4 separate regions of the Mus musculus genome follow, and all the other regions are linked to region 1. A link is a contact called in public promoter capture Hi-C and targeted proximity ligation data. All regions are on one chromosome and are shown on one strand. The core of a region is the stretch at or near the end of the contact, and the rest is flanking DNA. Distances in the headings are between cores, read along the strand shown. Region 1 holds the start of Slc29a2 (solute carrier family 29 (nucleoside transporters), member 2). Region 2 holds the start of Pcx (pyruvate carboxylase). Region 3 overlaps Gm960 (predicted gene 960). Region 4 holds the start of Sptbn2 (spectrin beta, non-erythrocytic 2).

Region 1 (5,597 bases), core at 1,604-4,103:
TCAGACACCTTACACTCTTTCACAACTCTAGCTCCAGGGGATCTGTCTTAGTCAGTGCTCTATTGCTGAGAAGAGATACCATAGCCAAGGCAGCTCTTAAGCATTTAATTGGGACTGGCTTACAGTTTAGAGGTTTAGTCCATCCTCACGGTGGGGAGCATGGCTGCGTGCAGGCAGGCCTGGTGCTGCAGGAGCTGGGTCATACGGTTCACCCACTGCCTTGGATGTGCCACATTAGTGCAGGATTTGAAGGAGGGAGATTGAGTTGCCGTCCAGCTACTACACAGAGCTCTGTCCTGTAAATCTCAAACTGTGCTACAAATAAAACCAACATTTTTTTTTAAACCACCCTGATAATTTTCTGAACCTGGGCTGTAAGTCCACTTGACATGCAGACATAGTGAATTATCTGTAAGGTTTAAATATGCACAGCATTTTCCAGCAACTTGGCCAACTGTCTGCAGAGAGACAGCTGCATTGTTTCATTTGGAGTTTCGCCAAGCCTTGGTCTCCATTCCAGTATGGCACATCCTCAGGACACAGGATTTTTTGGGATTTTGCTTTTTTTGTTTTTTGTTTTTTTTGTTTTTTTTTTTTTGTTTGTTTTTTTGAGACAGGGCTTCTCTGTGTAGCCCTGGCTGTCCTGGAACTCACTTTGTAGACCAGGCTGGCCTTGAACTCAGAAATCCGCCTGCCTCTGCCTCCTGAGTGCTGGGATTAAAGGCGTGTGCCACCACGTCCGGCAAAATATTATTTATGTATTTATGTATGTGAGTGCACTGTAGCTGTCTTCAGACACACCAGAAGAGTGTGCATCAGAGCCCATTACAGATGGTGTGAGCCACCATGTGGTTGCTGGGAATTGAACTCAGGACCTGTGCGAGAGCAGTCAGTGCTCTTAACTGCTGAGCCATCTCTCCAGCCCACACCAGTGGCCTTTAAGAGTCTGCTTTTGGTGCCCCTGCCGTGTGTTTAAAACTGGTTTTATAAAGAGGGGCTAAGCTTGTGACTGCTTCATGTGTCTGAGCACTAACCAATCACATACTTATTATTTTATTACTAAGTGTTTTCCTTTCTTGCCTCCCTTAGGATGTCACTGTGCCATCAAAAATTGTCCTGCCTGGGTTCTGTTATGCACAGCATTTCGCCACAAAGTAGAAGCAAAATATTGGTTAATTACAGATCCCCAGTCAGGCTGAGCTGAGAATCTGAGGTAAAATCCAACTCCTCCCAGCCAAAGGGATCTATTAGTATGTCCCATAGTGTGCCAGCACTCTCCTGTCCCCGGTCCTGGTACAGGCCGTTCCTTCTCTGAAACGCCTCATCCCCTTCCATCCCAGCCCAAGACAACAGACTGCTCCCCAGACCCTCATCTCCATCTTCAAGATGGTGCCAGGGCAACATCCCACCCCCTGTCCCACTTTGACTCACTCTCCTATCACTGTCAAGTAGGAAACAGGTCAGTAATAGTTATTAGAATAAGCATTCGAAAAATGCAAGTGACTAACTGTGTGTAGGTAAAACTGTCGAGAGATGCTCAAGGCAGAGGGGATGAAGAGGCCTTGAAAACCTGTTAGAACTGAACTCAAGACTGTCCCTCTTGGCATAATGGAAGTCTGGAAAGAAAACTTAAAGAGTAACTGTCTTTCCCAGTGTAATCCATTGCTGTCTTTTCCCTAACGTCACCAGCTAGGGTTAGATGCAGCCCAGGGGTAAGAGTGTTTGCCTCGCATGCACAGGGCTCTGAGTTCAGTTCCCAGTACCACACAGTCATCTGCAGTCCACCATGATCTAAGGAACCACCTTCGATGAGCCAAGCCTGGTGGCTAGATTCCGGGAACAGGACAGAACAGGGATAGTAACAGCATGGTCTGGCTGATACATAGGAAAAACATTCTAAAAAACTATATTCTTTAGAAGACACACATTTATATAACCTTGTATATATATACTTTTATATATTCATATTTATTTGTATTTATTACTTAGAAGCACGTGTGCCACTGTGCTTGTGTGGAGGTTAGGGAACAATTTGCTGGAGTCGCTTCAGTTTTTCTAACATATGGGTCCTGGGCGTGGCCTCGGGGCATCAGGCTTGGCAGCAAACGCTCTCACCAGTCCACATAAATATATTTCTTTTTCTTTTTTTTTTTTTTTTTTTCGTTTTTTTGAGACAGGGTTTCTCTGTATAGTCCTGAATATATCCTGGAACTCACTCTGTGGACCAGACTGGCCTCGGACTCAGAAATCCGCCTGCCTCTGCCTCCCAAATGCTGGGATTAAAGGCGTGCGCCACCACGCCTAGTGAAAATTAGGTTTTTAAGCACTCCTGAGGGTGGCAGTGGCGACTACAGGGGAGGGGGCCGAACGTCACCTGGGCCACGATTCCCTCCAGAGCCTTTGTTCAATCCTCCTTGTTGGACCCAGGTACCGTAGGAGGGCCTATCTGTCCGTCTTCCACATATGTTGGGGATTTTCGTTTGCAAAAGTGCCTCGACCTCTGGGGGAACTCCCTCGGAGCACCGCGCTGGGACCTTCTGCGACAATTGATGACACTGGCTTCTTCCTTCTGGTCGGACTTACTTCCTAATCTGCTTAGAGCTTAGAGGGCTCCAAACCTTAGAACACGCCAAGAGGAAGAACCTCCCAGCTAGATCGACTGTGCCCAACAACCACCGGACCCCTTCCCTCCTGCGCAGTCCTTATCCCTTCCCCAGAGATTCCGGACCCGTGCCTAAGGAGAAGACGGGTGCGAGGCGAAGGGACGGCGGTGAGACACAGCTTCAGGCGCGGAAGCAAGCTAGAAGGCGGAACCTAATACCCTAAAGGCACAGCCACCAGCGAGGCGGAGTCTGGAGAGCGGGCGTCCGGGGGAGGGGAGCAATGGCTCTTTGTTCCCGCCCTGGAGGCGGAGCCGAGGTCCGAGCCTGCAAAACGTGGTCCGCAGTGTAACCCAACCCCGACCCTCCGCTACGGCGCTCCGACCTTGGGATTCCTGGACACCGACCAGCGTCGCTCTCCTTCGGCCTCCCAGCCCTGCGTAGGCGCAGGTGCAGCCGCCTTCTGTGGGCCTGGTGCAATAGGACTGCGGCAACCATGGCGCGGGGAAACGCCCCTCGGGACAGGTGAGGTGGGAACCCATGTGCTGCGTACCGTGGCCCAGGTGGCCACGAGCCTTTGAATTCCCGCTCGTCTTGATGCTCCTGGGCTCAAAGACGAACGGGACTACAATTCCCATCAGCCGATTCCCTTAGCTGCTTGAGCCAGGGTGATGGGGATTGTAGTCCGTTCTACTGAGGGGCGGCTAGGGCGGCCCAGGCGTACGTCCTCGGGGTGACCTTCTGATTGATCCCCACAGCTACCACCTGGTTGGGATCAGCTTCTTCATTCTGGGACTGGGCACCCTTCTCCCCTGGAACTTCTTCATTACCGCCATCCCGGTGAGACCCGCGGCCGCTGGGCAACCTCATGGCCACAAACCAACATCCCTCCAGCCGTCTTGAACTGAGCCACTTTCCTCACCAGGCCACTTACTACAGCTCAGCCTGTCAGGGACAGCACCAAGCCTCATAGAGGGAACCGCCTCTCCCCTGGCTAGGCAAACTTTTAGGAAGGTACAGATCTCAGAGGTGCAGGGCCATCCACGTAGGGAGTCTGACCAGCAAAGGAGTTTCCATCCCATGCCCTTTGTCGTTATTTTTGGCCAGTCACTCCAAAGTGTCTTTTTTCCAAGCCTTTGGCTTTCTTTGCAATGACATGAGTTACAGTCATTCAACTAATAATTAATGAGCAACTACTGTAGACAGATGTGGAGGAAGGCCCGATTCCCCAAAGCATGCATTCTTTTATAGAAAGGCAGAAATCTATAGCTTGTTTTCTCCTTTTTGTTTTATTGTTGTTGTTGTTTTCGTTTTTTTCGAGACAGGGTTTCTCTGTGTAGCCCTGGCTGTCCTAGAACTCACTCTGTAGACCAGGCTGGCCTCGAACTCAGAGATCTGCCTGCCTCTGCCTTCTGAGTGCTGGGATTAAAGGCGTGCATCACCACTGCCTAACTTTTGTGTTTTCTTTAGAATAGGGTTATTCAAACATATTCAGTGGGTTAACTTCCCAGGTGTCTGTGGAGTGCTGGCATCGGTGCTGGACCCTGATACCCAAAGATGGATCAGCTACTGAATCTGAGAGACACAGAGCCAGGGCTATTAATAATGAAACAAGACACGTGCCAGGCCATTCCACCCTGAAGCAGAGAGCTATAAAGGTTCTCAAAAGAAATTTCTTCTGCTTCATAGAAAAGATTTGTAAATTAGGAACTGAGCAGACAAAGGGTGGAAGCAAAGCGCATCCTATTTAGAGAAAGATCTGGAGCCTGCAGCTTACCAGAATGGAAGGATGCTAAACCGTGAGGTCTGCCTTGCAGGCAGGGTACGCATAAGAGTGCTGGGCTCTGTGTGCCCGAGAAAACGGATTGGCTTAGTTCCCAAGCTAAGGCCTCGCATACAGTAGATGTTCAATAAGTACCCATGGAATGAATAAGGGTTGAGGTGGTTATAGCAGGGGAATGGAGGCTAGGTCCAGGACACTGAAAAGGAGATGGAACCCAGAGATGCAGCAAGACCTTGGGCTCAGGCGCAGCAGTTAGCCATCTTTAATCCCAGCACTCTGGAGGCAGAGGCAGGCAGATTTCTGAGTTCAAGGCCAGCCTGGTCTACAAAGTGAGTTCCAGGACAGCCAGGGCTATACAGAGAAACCCTGTCTCGAAAAAAAAAAACAAACAAAGACAGCCCCACAGATGTTAACCAAACAAAGATGCTCAATTGACAAGTGTGGGGGGGTGCTTTCTGACCTTACACTGTCTACACCGTCTCTGTGTGGCAGTACTTCCAGGGGCGGTTAGCAGGGACCAACAGCAGTGCTGAGACCATGGGCACCAACCACACCAGTCCCACAGACACTTTCAACTTCAACAACTGGGTGACACTGCTGTCCCAGCTGCCTCTACTGCTCTTCACGCTCCTCAACTCCTTCCTGTATCAGTGGTGAGAACCAGCCCCAACCACCCTCTCCCTGTCACAGTCACAGAGGCCCGGGACACCTCCTGCTCCTCTCCTTCCCTGCTCCCACCTCATCACTCCAGCTCCCCTGCCCTGCCCCCTCTGCCATCTGCTCCTGGTGGCCCCCTGATGTCCTCTGCCCTCTTCTGAGCAGCATCCCCGAGTCGGTGCGGATTCTGGGCAGCCTGCTGGCCATACTACTGCTCTTTGCCCTGACAGCAGCGTTGGTGAAGGTGGACTTGAGCCCTGGGCTGTTCTTCTCTGTCACCATGGCGTCCGTCTGGTTCATCAATTGTAAGCACATCTCCGTCCGGCTCCCCCACCCCACCCTCTCGTGCAGGAACAGCCGAGCAGATCCTTTAAAGGAAGACAATACCGTCATCACCCAAATCCCCAGACAAGAAAATGGGCCCAAAGAGAGGAAAAGACACTTGTCTAGGAACCATAGTGACATAGGGAGACCTCCTAGTCAGAAGCCCCACAGACCAATGGTTATGTCTCAAAAGAGAAACAGGCTGGGTGTGGTGGTGCATAACTTTAATCCCA
Region 2 (5,597 bases), core at 1,731-4,230, 430 kb before region 1:
CACGTCCTCAGTGGCAGTCACAGCAGTCTATTCTCCCGTTTGTTTGTTTGTTTGTTTTATAATCCTCCAATTTATTTTATTTTATTTCGATATAATGTTATAATTTTCTTTTTTATTGGATATTTTCTTTATTTACATTTCAAATGTTATCCCCTTTCCTGGTTTCCCTCCCTCTCAGGAACACTCTATCACATCCTCCTCCCCCTGCTTCTGTGAGGGTGCTCCTCCACCCACACACCCACTCCCACCTCCCCACCCTCAGTTCCCCTACACTGGGGCATCTATCATGGGACCAAGGACTTCTTCTCCCATTGATGTATGACAAGGCCATCCTCTGCTACATATGCAGCTAGAGCCATGTGTACTCCTTTGTTGATGGCTTAGTTCCTGGGAGTTCTGGAAGGTCTGGCTGGTAGGTATTGCTCTTCCAGTGGAGTTGCAAACCCCTTCAACTCCTTCAGTCCTTTCTGTAACTTCTCTATTGGGGACCACACGCTCAGTCCAATGGTTGGCTGTGAACATCTGCCTCAGTATTTGTAAGGCTCTGGCAGGGCCTCTCAGGAGACAGCCATTTTAGGCTCTTTTCACCATGTACTTCTTGGCATCCACAATAGTGTCTGGGTTTGGTAACTGTATATGGGATGAATCCCCAGGTGGGACAGTCTCTGGGTGGCTTTTCCTTCAGTCTCTGCTCAACACTTTATCTCCATATTTGTTTCTGTGAGTATTTTGTTCTCCTTCTAAGAAGGACCAAAGCACCCACACTTTGGTCTTCCTTCTTATTGAGCTTAATGTGGTCTGTGAATTGTATCCTGGTTATTTGGAGTTTTGGGGCTAATATCCACTTATCAGTGAGTGCATACCATGTATGTTCTTTTGCAATTGGATTACCTCATTCAGGATGATATTTTCTAGTTCTATTCATTTGCCTAAGAATTTCATGAATCTGAATAGTACTCTGTTGTGTAAATGTACCACATTTTCTGTATCCATTCCTCTGTTGAAGGACATCTGGGTTCTTTCAAGCTCCTGGAATTTCCCTGTTTTTAATGCACAACCCGAGACAAGAATGAGATCTGTTAGCCAGCATTTGCAGAAAATAGCAAACAGGCCTCTTCAGGTTGCTGGTGTTCTGAAGAGGAACATGGGATGAAGGATCTTGGGGAACAGTGGGTTGCTTGTTCTTTTGCCATCTCCCCCATCTCTGTGGGCAGGAAAGGAGTTCTACTTGTGTGTCACTCCAAGGAAGACAGTATGGTATCCCCTGAGGCATGTGCTCTGGACCAGTTGCTGTGCCTGCAGAATCAGAGTGCTTTTCCCATGTAGAAGGAAAGGAACTTTCTGGAAGCTTCAGGCTTAATGCAAACTTCAGGTCTCCACTATTGATGTCACCAAGTAGGAGGGCTTTCCCTCAGAGGATTTAAATTGGAGTCTGAACCATTGTCAACTACGAGGACTTCATGGTAACCATCCAACCAAGTACTCCCCTAATAGGGTACTGTGTGGTCTAAGTGAAAGCCTGCCCCCCATTCCCACTACTCTCTCTAGCCATGCTATCTTTTGGGATGAGGATGACAGGAGACATCTGGAATAGTGCCAGCCTGAAGGGCTGTAATTGGAAACACCTTCCCAAGAGGCACTGTTGTGAGGAAAGAGGATGGTCACATTAGATTAGGATGCCAGGACAGGTTGGGTCCCCTTTAGTACCCAAACGAGGAATTCTGGGGGGCTTGGAGGGTACCACACTATTCAGTGCCCACCCAAGGTCTTCCTACCACCCTAGGTGCTCTGCTTCTCTCTCACCTGACCCCCAGGCTCTATGATACCCCTGAGCTCTCTCACCTGACCCCCAGGCTCTATGATACCCCTGAGCTCTCTCACCTGACCCCCAAGCTCTATGATACCCCTGAGCTCTCTCACCTGGCCCCCAAGCTCTATGATACCCCTGAGCTCTCTCACCTGACCCCCAGGCTCTATGATACCCCTGAGCTCTCTCACCTGACCCCCAGGCTCTATGATACCCCTGAGCTCTCTCACCTGGCCCCCAAGCTCTATGATACCCCTGAGCTCTCTCACCTGACCCCCAGGCTCTATGATACCCCTGAGCTCTCTCACCTGACCCCCAGGCTCTATGATACCCCTGAGCTCTCTCACCTGACCCCCAGGCTCTATGATACCCCTGAGCTCTCTCACCTGGCCCCCAAGCTCTATGATACCCCCTGAGCTGTGCAGACGGTTCTGTCCCTTCAGCTTTGAGAATTTGCTGAGACTCAGGTGCAACTTGGTCAACCTTATCACTGGAGTTATCTCAGACCCTGGAACTCAACACTCCGTTGGCTGTCACAACATCTGTGGGGCCCTAAGGGGACCCAGTGGGTCCACAGCTGTCCTGCGGCTGGATCTCTCTGGCTGATCATGATTTTAAAAGTTCCTGAGTGTAGGCCTGTGAGGGCAGTGGGATTCATTCAGTGAGGGAAAGGCTAGATCAGCTATGGAGATGCTTAGGAACAAGGTGGTATGTTCTCTTGTCTGTGACGGCCTTGTCTTGTGTCTGGCAGTGCATTGAATTAGGGGAGAGGCTGGTTGCAGCACAGGCCTCCTGTGACTGTAGTAGTGAACCAGCCTTCAGGCTAATGTGACCCTTGCCCTCCATCATGCCTGGCACAGTCCCTACCAAGCAGCCTGTCTAGGTACCATTCTACTTTCTGAGTGACATTTTTATGCCTTGAACTTCAAGTGGCAGTATGTCCAAAATCCACCACAAAAGTCTGCAGCTGCTTTCTAGCAGGTATTGTCTTGTAATTCTGTGTATTCCTGAGGGCCCAGGGAACAGGCTCTAGGCCACTGCTCATCTACTTTCTGCATGACCCACTGCCCCGCCTCTCTGGCCCGGCCCTCCTAGGCAGCCAGTGGCCCATGATGGCCTCAGGAGGCGGCGCCCCTTCCCCTGATTTCAGCCTTGGCTACAGCCCAGGCCTCCAGCAGTCTAGTGCTGGAGAACTTTGTATTCTGGGGCCAATGACCTCGGGTGGAGCAGTTACTGCCTGTGGATCCTCTATCACGTCCTCTGTGTGCAGCACACCTAGGTGCTTGGCTGGTACAAGGTAATTGTTCCAGAGCAGGTATGGCTCTATAAATCTGAATCAACTGCTAGGCTAGGGTTTTACATGTGATGAAAGCATGCTAGCTTTCAATTGGGATTGCTAGAGGACTAGTCTCTCTCTCTCTCTCTCTCTCTCTCTCTCTCTCTCTCTCACTCGCTCTGTATGTGTGCGACAGTGTGTGTCTCCTTCTCTGTCTCTTTCTGTGTGCCTCTGTCTCTCTGTCTCTGTCTCTTGTCTCTCTCTCTCTGTGTATGTGTGTTGGTGGCTGGTACAAGGTAATTGTTCCAGAGCAGGTATGGCCCTATAAATCTTAATCAACTGCTAGGCTAGGTTTTTACATGTGATGAAAGCATGCTCTGTGCTAGAGGACTAGTCTGTCTGTCTGTCTGTCTGTCTCTCTCTGTCTGTCTGTCTCTCTCTCTCTCTCTGTGTCTGTCTCTTTTTGTGTGTATGTGTTGGTATGACTCATATCAATATCCTACTCAGAAAACCTTGGAGGGATTGGTATATAGCAGACTTCATGCTACCTCTATACAGAGAAAGGCTTTGATGGAGGGCCTTGGGGCAGTTAGCAAGAGGACCTTGGTGTATATACATGCATGTGTGAACATGTATGTATGTATATGTATGTGTATGTGTATGTGTATGTGTATGTGTATGTATATGTATATGTATATGTATATGTATATGTATATGTATAGGGATGCTGGTGTGATCTGTATAGGGCTTTGGGGAGATTGGGAATATTTCTTCTATATCCCTCCATTCATGTGGGAGGAGAAAAGACAGTGAGAAAGAGTGACAACAGCTGGCATTCATTACCAAGATTTAGTACTTTCAGGTCTCTGTCTCAGTTGGTCCGGGAATGATCTATCTGGGCTAGAAGTGGCACCTGAATTTACAGATGAGGAAACTGGGCTTCAGAGCTGCCAAACCACAGTACTAGGAAAAAAAGAGAGCTAGGCCTAGGCAGGCAGGCAGGCATAGTGCAGGCTAACATTGGGCCTCCTGGCCCCACCAGCTCTAGTGGTGGTGGCTGCTCCCACTTGCCTCTGCTCTGACTCCATCCAAAAGGGCCTTGCCATTTTCTGCCTGTAATTTTGTGCAGGTTTGCTGCCAGCCCTGGCTTCTGCTCTCCAGTAGCTGGTCTCTCAGGACTTACCTTCAGGTCTGCTTTTGCTGCCCTTTTCAGGGATATGAGGGCTGAGAGGGGCTTCTTTCTCTTCACAGTGTTCTTGGCCCCAGGTTCTTTGTGGATTGGGATTGCCAAGGAGTCACTGGGCCACCAAGATCATTTATGGGGAATCACATCAAGTCTCTCTCTCTCTCTCTCTCTCTCTCTCTCTCTCTCTCTCTCTCTCACACACACACACACACACACACACACATTCTGTGGGGTTAGCCTTCCAGGAACTCACCTGATGCCAATCCAAGGAAGACTCCTTATCTCGAGAGGGGAATGGGGAGCCTGTGTGATGAGAGAGGGGCAGGGCAGCAAACTCACCTGTTTACTCAAAGGATGAGAGTCAAGTGCTCAAGTGGTGGCGAGTGATTATCAAGAAACAATCTTCTATGTAGTTCAGCCTTGCACTTAAGATTGATCTCCTGCCTCAGCCTACCAAGAACTGGTATTACAAGTGTATTTTACATTTATTTATTTTTGGTGAGGAGTGGACATGAGTACCACATTGTGTTTGTTGAGGTTCTCTCTTCCCACCATGTGGGTTCTGGGATTAAACTCAGGTCATCAAATTTGGCAACAAGCACTTTTACCAGCTGAGTTATCTCGACAGCCCATTTTCTTTTCTAAATGTGCCCCCAGCCTGGTCCTGAGCCAGCAGCAGTTTAACCTGTTGTCCTGGAACATATCTTGGAGCAGGCAGTCAATATGAGTGAATGATAAGCCAGACTTGTCTGAAGTGGAGAATTTTGACAAATTAAAATTGAAGAAAACTAATAATGAAGAAAAAAAAATACTTCCCAGTCAAAGAAAACTAAACGGAAGGAGAGAGTGTTAAAGGATGGTGAAGTGGGGATCTCCTTCAACAGGGCCTAAGGTCTGGGCTTTAGGCTTACGTTTATAAACTGTGTGTCTATAGAGACTTAAGCCAATTGCTGATGGCTTCTCACCGGTACTGATGGTTAAGTGGTAATCAGGACCCAGTCATTGATGCATAAGTTCCAGATGGCAGATGCTGACTGTGATCAGGCCACTGATGACCATTGTGTTTGTAGCCCTTGTGTCCCCCCCACACACCCACACACAGAGGCGCCACTTTAACCATTAGTGGTGGCTGTGCTGCTTTGCTTTGTTCCATGTTTTTACAGCTTCTTATTTCCAGTACAGCAATAAAAAATAAGTAAAGTTCTTATCTTAGAAAATAAATGTTCCCATTGGATAAAACATACAGACTTCTGTACCTGGGATATATAGATGCATAAGGGAGGAAAGAAACACACTGCACCAATCTGTGGCAATGAGGCACTTCACTG
Region 3 (5,597 bases), core at 2,067-4,566, 380 kb before region 1:
ACCCTGTCTCAAAAAAAAAAAACAAACAAAACAAAACAAACAAAACAAAGTTCCAAGAGTTCAGAGTTTCTTGCCTGGCAGTCTTGTCGGCCCCAGACACTAAGTTCTGTCCATCAGCAGTGCTGACCCTGACACCCCTCCCCCAACTGCTGTTAGCACTACCCAATCATCTCAATGCTTCCTTCAGTTACCTGGAGGTCGGGGCTGGCCTTTAGCACAGTAAATTGACGTTTGTTGCTTGCCTGTTTCTATGTAGTGAGACAGGCTCTCACTGTGGAGCCCAGGCTGGTCTCGACTTCAGAGGTTCACTCGCTTGCATCTCCTGAGGGCCGGGATTAAAGGTGTGTGGCACTACACAGGGCTTTGATTCGTTTTCATTTTATGGATCTGGGTCATCTTACAGGAATTATTTGTGTACCACATTTGTGGCCAGCAGAAGCCAGCAGAGGGCGTTAGATGCCCTAGAACTAGACTTACAGACAGTTGTGAGCTGCCTGCCTTGTGGGTGGTAGGAATCAAAACGGCTCTTCTGGAAGAGCAGCCAATGCTCTTAACTGTGGAACCATTTTCTCAGCTCTAAAAATAAATCTTAAAAAACAAAATAAAAAGCCGGGCGTGGTAGCGCACGCCTTTAATCCCAGCACTTGGGAGGCAGAGGCAGGTAGATTTCTGAGAGTTTGAGGCCAGCCTGGTGTACAAATTGAGTTCCAGGACAGCCAGGGCTACACAGAGAAACCCTGTCTTGAAAAACCAAAATAAGTAAATAAATAAATAAATAATAAAAAAATAAAGCAAATGTTTACTTTTTTGTGTTAAACCTATTGTTTGAGTCTATGATATGTGCAGGTTTGCACATGTCACAGTGTACGTATGTTTGGAGGTCAAAGAATAACAAGTTGGTCCCCTCACTACACCTTTAGGAGGGTCCCTGGGATCAAATTCAGTTGGTCAGGCTAGTGTGGCAAGCGCTTTGCCAGCTGAGTCATCCCTGTGGCCCCTTACTCTGTGGCAGGGTCTCACACTATAGCCCTCTACAAGGGAGTTAAGAAATGTATTACCAAAAGTGCACAGATTGGAAGAACTCAGTCTGGGCACAGCAAGTGTGACATTATTAAAGAATTGGGAAAATGAGGGCAAAGGGTAATGTTTACTGAAACATCAGCTCCAGAATGCATGGGATCAAGATGCACAGAGAAGGAAAACATAGAGGAGATGGTGGCAAATGCCTTTAATCTCAGCACTTGGGAGGCAAAGGCAGGCGGATCTTTGAGTTCCAGGCTAGCCTGGTCTAGAGTGAGTTCTGGGACAGCCAGGGCTACACAGAGAACCCCTGTCTTGAAAAACCAACCAACAAACAAAACCAATGAAGCAAAGCATCAGAAAGAGGCACAGTTGCCATGTTTTTAGTGTTATTGCCGTTGCTATTCAAGCACAAACTGTCTGCTTGTAGCCTAAATGAAAGCTTAGCTCCCTGCCCAGGTGCAGTGCTTGCTAGGACCTCAGCAGAGGCAGAACAGGAAGAGGTACCAAGGGAAAGGAGGGTCCAAGGCCCCTGGACTATCCACACCCAGGCTGTCAATCTCTTGTTACCTTGGCATCATGGTGGTACAGCTGCCAGACCTGATCCACAGCTGACTGGATGGACTGCTGTACCGTGCTGCGGCTCTCCGAGAGGATGGCGCTGAGATGGGCTGTGAGCAGAGTGTGGAGTCCTGAGAGGATAAGAATGTTAGACCCCTGAGTGAGGATGACTACTGCTCACACGAAGTGACAGGACTGGAGCTGCGGTAATGCCTCCTGGAGGCAGCCACTTCTATTACCTCTCCACAAATAATTACTTTTTAGAGACAGCCCCTCTCAATTCCCATTTGCAAAAGCAAGCTGAGGAAAATTTAAGTGAGTTACATTGCTTTTGAAGAAACAAATGCTAATTCACGCAATGAACAATAATAGTGGTGTCTGCCAAAGTGGCATCCTCTTCCAAAGGAGAAGGAAGCCTCTTAGGGGAGTCTAGCCCTCCTCTATTCCTCTTAGGAGAGTCTAACCCTCTTCTATTCCTCTTAGGAGAGTCTAACCCTCTTCTATTCCTCTTAGGGGAGTCTAACCCTCTTCTATTCCTCTTAGGAGAGTCTAACCCTCTTCTATTCCTCTTAGGAGAGTCTAACCCTCTTCTATTCCCTCTAGGACATCACTGATAAGGGAGCCCCTGTTGTCCGCAGTGTGTCATTTTTTACGTGCTGTAGTAAAGAAAAGGCTAAAACGTACAAACATTATTTAAAGTGGAGCTAAGGTCGGGGATGCCACTCAGCTGAGCACTTGCCTAGCATGTGTAAGCAGCCTTGGGTTTGATCGCCAGCATCACATAAACTGGGCATAGCACATGTCTGTGATCCAGTACTTAGGGGATGGAGGCAGGAGGATAAGTGGTCTAAGGCATCCTCGGCTAAGCAGTGCATTTGAGGCTGCCTGGAGGCATGTGAGTTCCTGCCTCAAAACAAACTAAAAATAAGCAAACTGGGGATGATCTCAGACGAGGCGACCATAGCCACCCCTGCTTAGCATTACTCAGAGGCCGACGCGGGGCTGGAGAAGTGGCTCAGTAGTTAGGGGCTCTTGATCTTGCAGAGGACCAGGTTTGATTCTCAGCACACACATGGAGACTCATAGCATCTATAACTCCAGTTCCAGTGACTCTGACTTGGGAATGCTAAGCACTCATGTGGTACATATACAGACACACAGGCAAAACATTCATTCACATACTCACATACACACACACACACACACACACACACACACACACACACACACACACACACATATTTTAAAATAAAAGTTAGAAGGATCAATTACTATCACAGGGCACCACAAAGCTCTCCGGGGAGAGAAGGTTATCTTCGATTTTATAAAGGAATGTGCAACTAGCAGTAAGAGAGCGCAGGTTAAAGGTTTGTCACCAGTCAGTGACAATGAGGTAACTTCATTCACTGCACTTCATGCAGAAAACAGCATTTCTTATCTGCTCTCTCAGATATGTTGTCTAGATAAACTGAGATCATGCAAAAGGAAGTATTTTGATACACACATGCAGTGTTCAAAGTGGGGGAAAGTACTGCTGTTGTCATAGTGACGGAACACGTAGATTCTATTTTATATATGCTGGCCTCAAGAGGAACCCAAGAAATGAGAAGTTTTTGAAAGCATACATTTAATTAAAAAAAAAATTATTCCTAAAACTGTTCCCACCACCAGATGCTTCTGACGCTGTAGCAGAATAAGGAGTTAATCATGGAAGCTCCGTGACAAGGTGGGCGGGGGCCAGCGACTGATTTTAAAGACACAGGAACTCAGACTAAGGCTGCACAATCTGCTTCTAAAGCAAGGAGCTCTGGAGAAGGTGTCCAGGGCAGTAAGGAAGGCGGGGGAAAGACAAAGCAGACTCGCTGCCCTCGCGGTGCAGCCTGCAGAGGCTGCCCTAGCCCTGGAGGGCTTCCAGTAGGCTGCTTTACTTACTATGCAGCAGGAGAGGAATTTTAATTACTATTTTTAAAGATAAAAAAGTTATTTATGTTTATCTGCATGTATGCATGTATGTATACATACACACCTCGAGGTGCTGCAGAGGCCCGAAGATGGCATCAGATCCTGGAACTTGAGACAGCAGCTGCTGTGAGCCATTTTACTTAGGTGCTGGGCCTGACTCTCTGCTCCTCTGCAGGACTCACCTTGCTCTTAACCACAGAGCTATCTCTTCAGCCTGGCAGTGATTTTTGTTTTGAAACAAGGTTTTTTTTAATATTTATTTATTTATTATATCTAAGTACACTGTAGCTATCTTCAGACACACCAGAAGAGGGCATCAGATCTCATTACAGATGGTTGTGAGCCACCATATGGTTGCTGGGATTTGAACTCAGGACCTCTGGAAGAGAAATCAGTGCTCTTAACCACTGAGCCACCTCTCCAGCCCCGAAACAAGGTTTCACTATGTAACTCAGGCTAGCTTAGAACTAGCCAAGATGGCTTCAAACTCAAAGTGATCTACCTGCCTTTGTCTCCCAAATGTTGGGATTAAAAGCATGGGCCATGCTGGGTGATATACTTTAATAGAAAGCACTTTGGAGGCAGAGGCAGGAAGATCTGGAGTTCCAGGCCAGCCTGGTCTACAAAGTGAGTTCCAGGACAGCCAGGGCTATACAGAGAAACCCTGTCTCATAAAACAAACAACCCCCCAAACCAAACAACAACAATAAAAACAGTGTATAAGCCACCATACCTGGATTTTTATTTATTTATTATTGTTTTTTAGCAGTGATTGTTTAAATCTAAAAGTGAGTCTACTGAAGAGCTGCAGGCCTTCCGAGATATGCTAAATGGAAGTGTCTAAATGATCTTAGTATAACAAAAATGACAGGTAACGCTGCTTTAAAGACATCTGAGTTCTTTGAGTATGTTCAATAGACTCAGTGTCAAACTCAAATTATCATAGGGTTATCCTCTGGCAAGCATTTTACAATTCTAGAAAGTAACAGATCTTCAGTCTCAAGACAGCATTTGGCCTCCGAAGGGCCTTTGATATCACCTAATTTAACAGCTCATGTTAAAGACTGAAAAGGGAGGCTTGGCTGCTGTATGTGACTTGATTTTCAAACACCACTGAGGAAGCTAGAATCAGAGCTAAAAGGAAACCCAGCAGTTTTAATTATTCCCTGAGTCCTCTCTCCTGCTCTGCGCAGTAGTTTGTCTTTGTGTGCACATGCCCCAGAATCCTCACCAAATCCTCCTCGCTTGAGCCTCATAACCTGGCTCCCTTTTCTTTCCACTCTTTTGGCCTCAGTCAATGGAAGGAGGCACCAAAGAACAGCAGCTTCTCGGGGTTAAAGGCCTGAGCGCAGGAAAGCTGTGCTGCTCTCCCAGGGCGTGTAAGCACCAGGGAAGGAGCAAGAGCAGGAAGGCAGGTGGCAGGAAGGGTCAGTCTCATTCTGACAACCACGAGTAACCAGCACTAGTCATTGGCAGAGCTTCTGAGCTGGGTTATAAGTAGTCTTGTTTCACCCATGATGCAGTAGGAACCAATAGCACAGCAGGAAGAACACAAGGGCAGGGTTCTCCACGGCCCACAGAGAGTGGAACACTCCAAAGGAGGCTTACAAATGTCCTGAAGCATGTCTAGGCCCCAGTTCTTGTGACTTTCTTCCATTTAGGAATGTATTGATCAGCTCTTAAGATCCACTTCCTGGGATTCATTGGAGTAAAGTGAGTGACCAAAAGTCACTCAAAGACGTCCAAGTCTCACCACCTCTGTTCACCTGAAAAGCGTGTGAAAACGCACACCTCAAGCACTCTAGATTTTATAACAGTGCAAACGTAATGAATCATTCTTCACACAGGGAGCTGTGGGTCTTCAAATAACCCAGGCGATTCAGATACGCGTGTTCCGTGGCCCACAAACTGGAACCATCCCATTACCTGTGAGGAGGAAAACCTTTCTGATGACTCCCTGACTGCACCAGCACCGAGACAGGCCTCTTTCCTTGATCCATCTAGAAAGGCAATGCTGGTTCTTTACAGATTACATGGATTGGAACAGATGTCCA
Region 4 (5,597 bases), core at 815-3,314, 310 kb before region 1:
ACTGAGTGCTCGCTGTGGGCGGGGTGCTGTTCTGGTGCCGTGGACTGAGTGCTCGCTGTGGGCGGAGTGCTGTTCTGGTGCCGTGGACTGAGTGCTCACTGTGGGCAGGGTGCTGTTCTGGTGCCGTGGACTGAGTGCTCGCTGTGGGCGGGGTGCTGCTCTGGTGCTTTACCTGCAGTCATTCACCTGACCCTCACTTCGCATAGGCGAGGAAGCTCCATCACAAAGGAGCTAAGTACAGGTTTTTTTTAAAGATTTATTTATTATTTATTATATGTAAGTACACTGTAGCTGTCTTCAGACACTCCAGAAGAGGGCGTCAGATCTCATTATGGATGGTTGTGAGCCACCATGTGGTTGCTGGGATTTGAACTCCGGACCTTTGGAAAAGCAGTCGGGTGCTCTTACCTGGTGGTTGCTGGGATTTGAACTCCGGACCTTTGGAAAAGCAGTCGGGTGCTCTTACCTGCTGAGCCATCTCACCAGCCCCCCTAAGTACAGATTTAAGGACATGCTACAAAACCAGGTTTGTTGGTTTGTTTGGAGACAAGTCTCACTTTGTAGTCCAGGCTGATCCTCTAACCTTCAAGCTTCAGCCTACTGGGTGCTTGGCTTAATTGTGTGAACCAGCACTCACAGTTCCCAAGTAGATATTAACCTCAGGGCATCCAACTCCAAGGCCAATGCTGCCCCTGGTACTAGGGATTGAACTCAAGGCCTTGTGCAAGGCCACTGATCGACCACTGGGCTACCCCAGACCCCAAATCTATACTTTTAATTCTTCTGCCCTACTCTTTCTCTGAACAGACTAAGAATCACAAGATAAGGAGTCTCTGCCGTAAGTTAACTTGGTTAATTTGGACTTCCACTTAGGTGTCTGAATATCATTTTGATTATTAATAAGAGTGAAAATTAGAATGCTTTTAAGGTTTTTCAAAAGATTGTGCAATACTGGAATGAAGAATTAATTTAAAAACACTATTCTTTTGGTCAATCACAAGACCTAATATCACCCTTGCCTACTCTAACCACAACCTAACAGGCTGTCTCTGAGACCCTCAGTTCCCAGAATCCTGAGCCACAGAAACGAAAGGTTTGCAGTTTGCCTGATGCTGAGCTGATTCCCATCTCATCATCAGTTTTAATGTCTCCTGGCCATGTTTCCATGACGACTATCATGTACAGCTTGGCCTAGTCCTGAACATCCTGACTACTCCGGCTCTGGGGTCAGGAGAAGCTCATGTTTACACTGCTGGATGGAGTGAGGTAGTTTTTTTGTTTTGTTTGTAATTACAAATTCTTGGCTGGCCTGGAATTCCCATGTAGAGCAGGCTGGCTTTGAACTCAGGATTTGCCTGTCTCTGCCTCTTTCTGAACTCTGGGATTAAAGGCGTAGCACATTCTACATAAGTGACTTTTTAAAAATCATAAACACCCTGAAATACAGTTTACAGAAGGCTAAATTCCCGTTTAATGATAGAATCTCAGATCTGATTAGCAGTTTAACAAAACTCCCCAGTCCCTCCCCAACCCACTTTATACACGAGGAAAACCAGGGCCAGATGGATAAAACAATGCAACTGTTTGGTGGTGGTAGCAAGGTTTTGTTTTACTTTACAGATTTTTTAAAACTACATTGAACACAGTGATCTTACTCTGTGAAAATCATACCTGAAAAGTAGTGTGATTACATGTAGCTGTTTTAGATATGCATACCTTCCCAGAAAGAAGCAAAATGGTAAAATTTAGTTAACGATAAAGCTATTTTAATACCCTAAGCTCAATAATTCACTGAAAGAACATTCTTTTTGTGGTCCTTTCTTGTCCATCTCAGGCATTCCTAGTGTATGAAAGGGCCTAGCTCTTCTCAGGAGTATAGAACCCAAAGGCTTGCTACAAAAATCCATCTTTTTTTTTTTTTTTTTTTTTTTTTCTCCCTTCTGGTACCTCCCTGAGCTTAGTTAGCTCTCCAATCTGGAGGAACAGTACTTTCAGAGCTGGAGTGGGGGTGGGAGTGTCACATGACATAACGCACTTTTAGCACCCACTGCTAGCACCCACTCTGTGCATTTGCTCTGATTTGGGCATATTTCCTTCCTCTCCTAGGCAGATAGCAGCTCACCTTGGTTAATGCCATTAAACCGTAGACCACTCAGCTGCTAATAAACCAGGAAGAAACCCGGCCGTGCTAGGACTAGAAATGTCCATCCCTGCCCCCAACCCCCTTAAGACAGTGACTAGGCCGGAATTCTCCTGGTTGATAAATGAGAGGAGCTGAGGAGCCGCTGTGATGACGGTTCCGAGAATCTGATTTGTGAGAAGGCGAATCTCCAGGAGCACCATGGAGATGCTTTTGGAAAGCGGGCCAGCCTACCTGCCAGAAGGAGGACGAGAGAAAGGGGGCAAGGCAGAGAGAAACGCTTAAGCGAGATGGCCTGGAGGTGCCCCAAAAGGGACCTTTGAAAAGGAAACGGAGGCCGCATCTCGGGGAAACCTCGGAGGTAAGTGACATTTAAAGGGGTTGCGCATCCAGGCAAAGGCGCGACAGAGACAAAGGTGGAATTCCAAACTGGGAAGAATAAGCCTGGTTAACTGTGGGTGGTACCCAGACGCCCAAGGGTGTCGCGGGGCTGGCGAGGACCGGAAGGTGGGGGTCAATCGGGGCATCCACGCGGAAGACAGTGGGGGGTCGGGAACTGGCGAAGGAGCGAACGTCCTGCGTTTGCCCCGGGGAAGGTCAGAGACCCCCTACCGGAGAACTACTGCAGGAACCTAGAGGGGCCGCGGTTGCCATGACGCCGGGTGGGGAGGGGGATGACTCGCGCCCCGCCCCAAGCCCCGCGGGGCCGCGAGCTCCAGATGGTCCCGGGCCTCCCGCGGGAGCCGACGGCCTGCGGCAGGGGGAGGCTATTGTCCTCCTTCCGCGGCGCCGCAGTCCCGCCGCTCGCGCCCGCGCGCAGCCGCCACGCGCCCCGCGGCCGCCGGCCCCGCGCGCCCCCCGCGCCGCTCGCGCCCTGTGACAGCGCCCTCCTGCCGTGCGCCCTGGGCCGCCCCGCCACCGCCGCCAGTAACCTCCCGCAACCACCCCTCGCGACCGGGCTGTGGGCGCGGCGACAAGTGTGCCCCCACTAGCCGCGCTCCCCGTGCCCGGCAGGCGCTCCGCACCCAGGTAGGTGCAGCCGGCGCCCCGGCCCGCTTTGTCCCGGCCGGCAAGGAGGCGCGCTTTGTGCGGCCGCGTGCAGGCGGCGGGGTCGGTCCTGGGGAGCTCAGGAGGGAGGATGCGACGCCGAGTTCCCGGGTCCTGTGCGGGACACCCAGGTATCGCTGTGAAGATTCTGGGGGCCGAGGCTTGGGGCACGCGGACCTCTATGGAGCGCAGAGAAGAGTCTGGAAGAGTTGGGCTGACAGACGCGCTGATGGATCGGGGTCGCCTGGGCTCGGAGCGCTTCTGGCAGCGCATGTTTTTAGCGGTGCGTCGGTTCCTGCGGCGGACCGGCCAGTGCTGGTAGTGGGACTGGGGACGCACTAGGTCTGCCTGGGGCCTGTGAATACCCAGCTTCATCTAGCTCCGCAGCTTGTTGGCTATGGTGCTGCGTGGGCTTTTCCTCCCCACTGTGGTAGCTATAGCTCCATGCTTCCTTTTAGGGCTCTCATTGATAAGAGAAGTGGACACGGTTGGTGGAAATGGCTGTAGCTGCTTGAGAGGATAAAACCTCTTCGGGCAGTGAGGAAGTGTTGTGTAAGGTGTTTCTGGAGCCCCTGTACATTTACAGGCCTGTGGATTCTGCCTGTCACACAACTACCCAGCAAGGCTGCCTGACTGGGGTTCCAATTCTAGCTCCACATTCCATAAACACCATCTACTTTGGCTCCAGCCTCCTGCACCCCAGGAGCCCATGCATGACACTGCATGCTTGTCTGAGATGCAGGTTTGATTTCTCCGTGGGCTGTTTCTCAGCTGTCTTCCCCCATTACAATTCCAATTTTAAGAGCCTGTGTTTGTAGGTATTGTCAGTAGATATCCGCTACCCAGTTTCTCTTTAAGGTGAGGAGAGAAGAGTGAGTTTCATATGTGTACGTGTACATCTCAGCTTGAGCACCGGGCAGCCCTCTCGGCATGTTGAGAGGAGCACAGGATGGAGGGAGGGGGTGAAGGAAAAGCTAAGATGGAGCTTAGACTTTTCCGGTAAGGAAACTGATGTCAGCTCAAGCTTAGGACGGGGGTGGCAACCGAGGGGAAGTGAGTCTGAATAATTATGCCCCGGTAAAGGATTTTTCATTTATTTATTTATTTTTAGACCAGGTAATTTTCCTGCCAGTGGTTTGGGTGCGGAGGTAACGTGTGCAACACCATGCTCAGCCTAAACAGCACATTCTAAAGGAGAAAATGAAAGTCTCAGTGTCTTCAGCCCAGCTCCCACATTTCTCACTGACTGGGGAAAGGTTGGGTTGTTGGTTTTGTTTTTATTTTTTTTTCTCCTGTTCGTTGCTGTGATGCATCTTTCTCTTGCTTTTTAAAGTACCCTGGGTTTCACTGTGATTCTCTTTTCTTTTTTTTCTCCATGCCAATCCATCCATTTATACTTTGAGTCAAATGAGATTTTTAACTTTGCCACCGTCCCCATCTGCCCTAATGTATTATTCACCCTCTGGTCATTTATTCAGCTTTGGCTTCCAGAGGCTGTCAAGCCCTGCAGACCTTCCTCTAGTTGTTAGTTCCGTTTGATGAGCTCTAGAGCCTGCTTCATCTTCCCTCTGTCCTGGCCTGGGGCTCTCGCTCTGTCCTGAGTGAGAAGAGGTATTTCATTTAGCTTGGGATATGGCCTGCACACACAGGGAAGCCACCCACAGACACACTCACCCCAGACACTGTGCCTTCGAAGCTCTCAGAGGTCCCTAAGTGGTCCCAGCTGCTTGCTTGTCATCTTTGGCCATTAGTGGTCCTCCCTGAGCTGCCTGGGAATGAAAATCCCAAGCCCATTCCAGATGTGCTGCCCATTCCAGATGTGCTAAGCCTGATCTGTCTCAGTGGCCCAGCACTCAGGTCAGGTGGTTTGTATTTGCGACTCCTTGGTCCATGCTAGTGCTTAGCCCTGAAAGTCCTCCAGCTGAGAAGCAGGTCTTTCCTCCTCCTGTCTTCATTCTCTCCACGAGCCTTCTCTTCATCCTTAAGAAAGACATTGATTCAGTGACCAAAATAAGAATCATGGGAAATTCCTGTGATACCTCTTTATTGAATACCTGTTCTGCTGAGTGACCAATACTCCAGTTCTCAAGAAGTTAAAAGTGGAACAAGCAGAGACACATAAACAACTAATGGTCATAACTATGTTGAGCACAGTAACAGCTGCGTGCAGAGTGCTAAATGAAGCCCAGAGGAGGGAGGTAAAGAGTGGGGGAACTAGATGGCAAGGCAGGGCAGGAAATAGGCTTTCTGACTTTTCAAACTAGTGTCAATGGAGGAAGGTGAGAGAGGGTCAGCTGCCTGCAGGACCAACGCAGTCTGTACCCAGCCGGACTTGGGTGGGCATAGGTCCGGCAAGACCTCTAGCCTGAAGCTAGTGGGAGCTAACACTGCTCTGACACTGACCACATAA

What was found. Promoter capture Hi-C pulls out the DNA fragments that hold promoters and counts their contacts. Capture Hi-C pulls out chosen DNA fragments and counts their contacts.
Region 2: a contact with region 1 is called in a promoter capture Hi-C map of adipose tissue. A contact is called at or near these places in 2 of 39 promoter capture datasets (hippocampal neurons and stem cell-derived epiblast-like cells), 1 of 130 datasets of targeted methods (intestinal villus epithelium) and 3 of 9 other capture datasets (adipose tissue, embryonic stem cells and pancreatic islet).
Region 3: a promoter capture Hi-C map of hippocampal neurons shows a contact between it and region 1, with 4 times the contacts expected there. A contact is called at or near these places in 1 of 39 promoter capture datasets (hippocampal neurons), 2 of 484 Hi-C or Micro-C datasets (the G1E-ER4 cell line and embryonic fibroblasts) and 7 of 130 datasets of targeted methods (astrocytes, differentiating embryonic stem cells, embryonic basal ganglia and 3 more).
Region 4: a targeted proximity ligation map of bone marrow-derived macrophages shows a contact between it and region 1, with 4 times the contacts expected there. A contact is called at or near these places in 2 of 39 promoter capture datasets (hippocampal neurons and liver), 5 of 130 datasets of targeted methods (bone marrow-derived macrophages, embryonic midbrain, embryonic stem cells and 1 more) and 2 of 9 other capture datasets (embryonic stem cells and pancreatic islet).

What each region holds. Positions count from the first base shown.
Region 1 is chr19:5,021,153-5,026,749 of GRCm38.p6, forward strand. It overlaps Slc29a2 (solute carrier family 29 (nucleoside transporters), member 2), which reads left to right and starts at 2,854. Exons shown (of 12, transcript NM_007854.3): 1 at 2,854-3,125; 2 at 3,359-3,440; 3 at 4,876-5,036; 4 at 5,206-5,345. The coding sequence starts at 3,097.
Region 2 is chr19:4,591,339-4,596,935 of GRCm38.p6, forward strand. It overlaps Pcx (pyruvate carboxylase), which reads left to right and starts at 2,981. Exons shown (of 20, transcript NM_008797.3): 1 at 2,981-3,104.
Region 3 is chr19:4,644,010-4,649,606 of GRCm38.p6, forward strand. It overlaps Gm960 (predicted gene 960), which reads right to left. Exons shown (of 15, transcript NM_001033447.3): 11 at 1,591-1,712. Among named protein-coding and RNA genes, the nearest start is that of Rce1, 21 kb to the left of the region's middle.
Region 4 is chr19:4,709,144-4,714,740 of GRCm38.p6, forward strand. It overlaps Sptbn2 (spectrin beta, non-erythrocytic 2), which reads left to right and starts at 2,065. Exons shown (of 37, transcript NM_021287.2): 1 at 2,065-2,501. It overlaps Gm42061 (a long non-coding RNA gene), which reads right to left. Exons shown (of 3, transcript XR_003952887.1): 2 at 4,862-5,167; 3 at 4,506-4,784.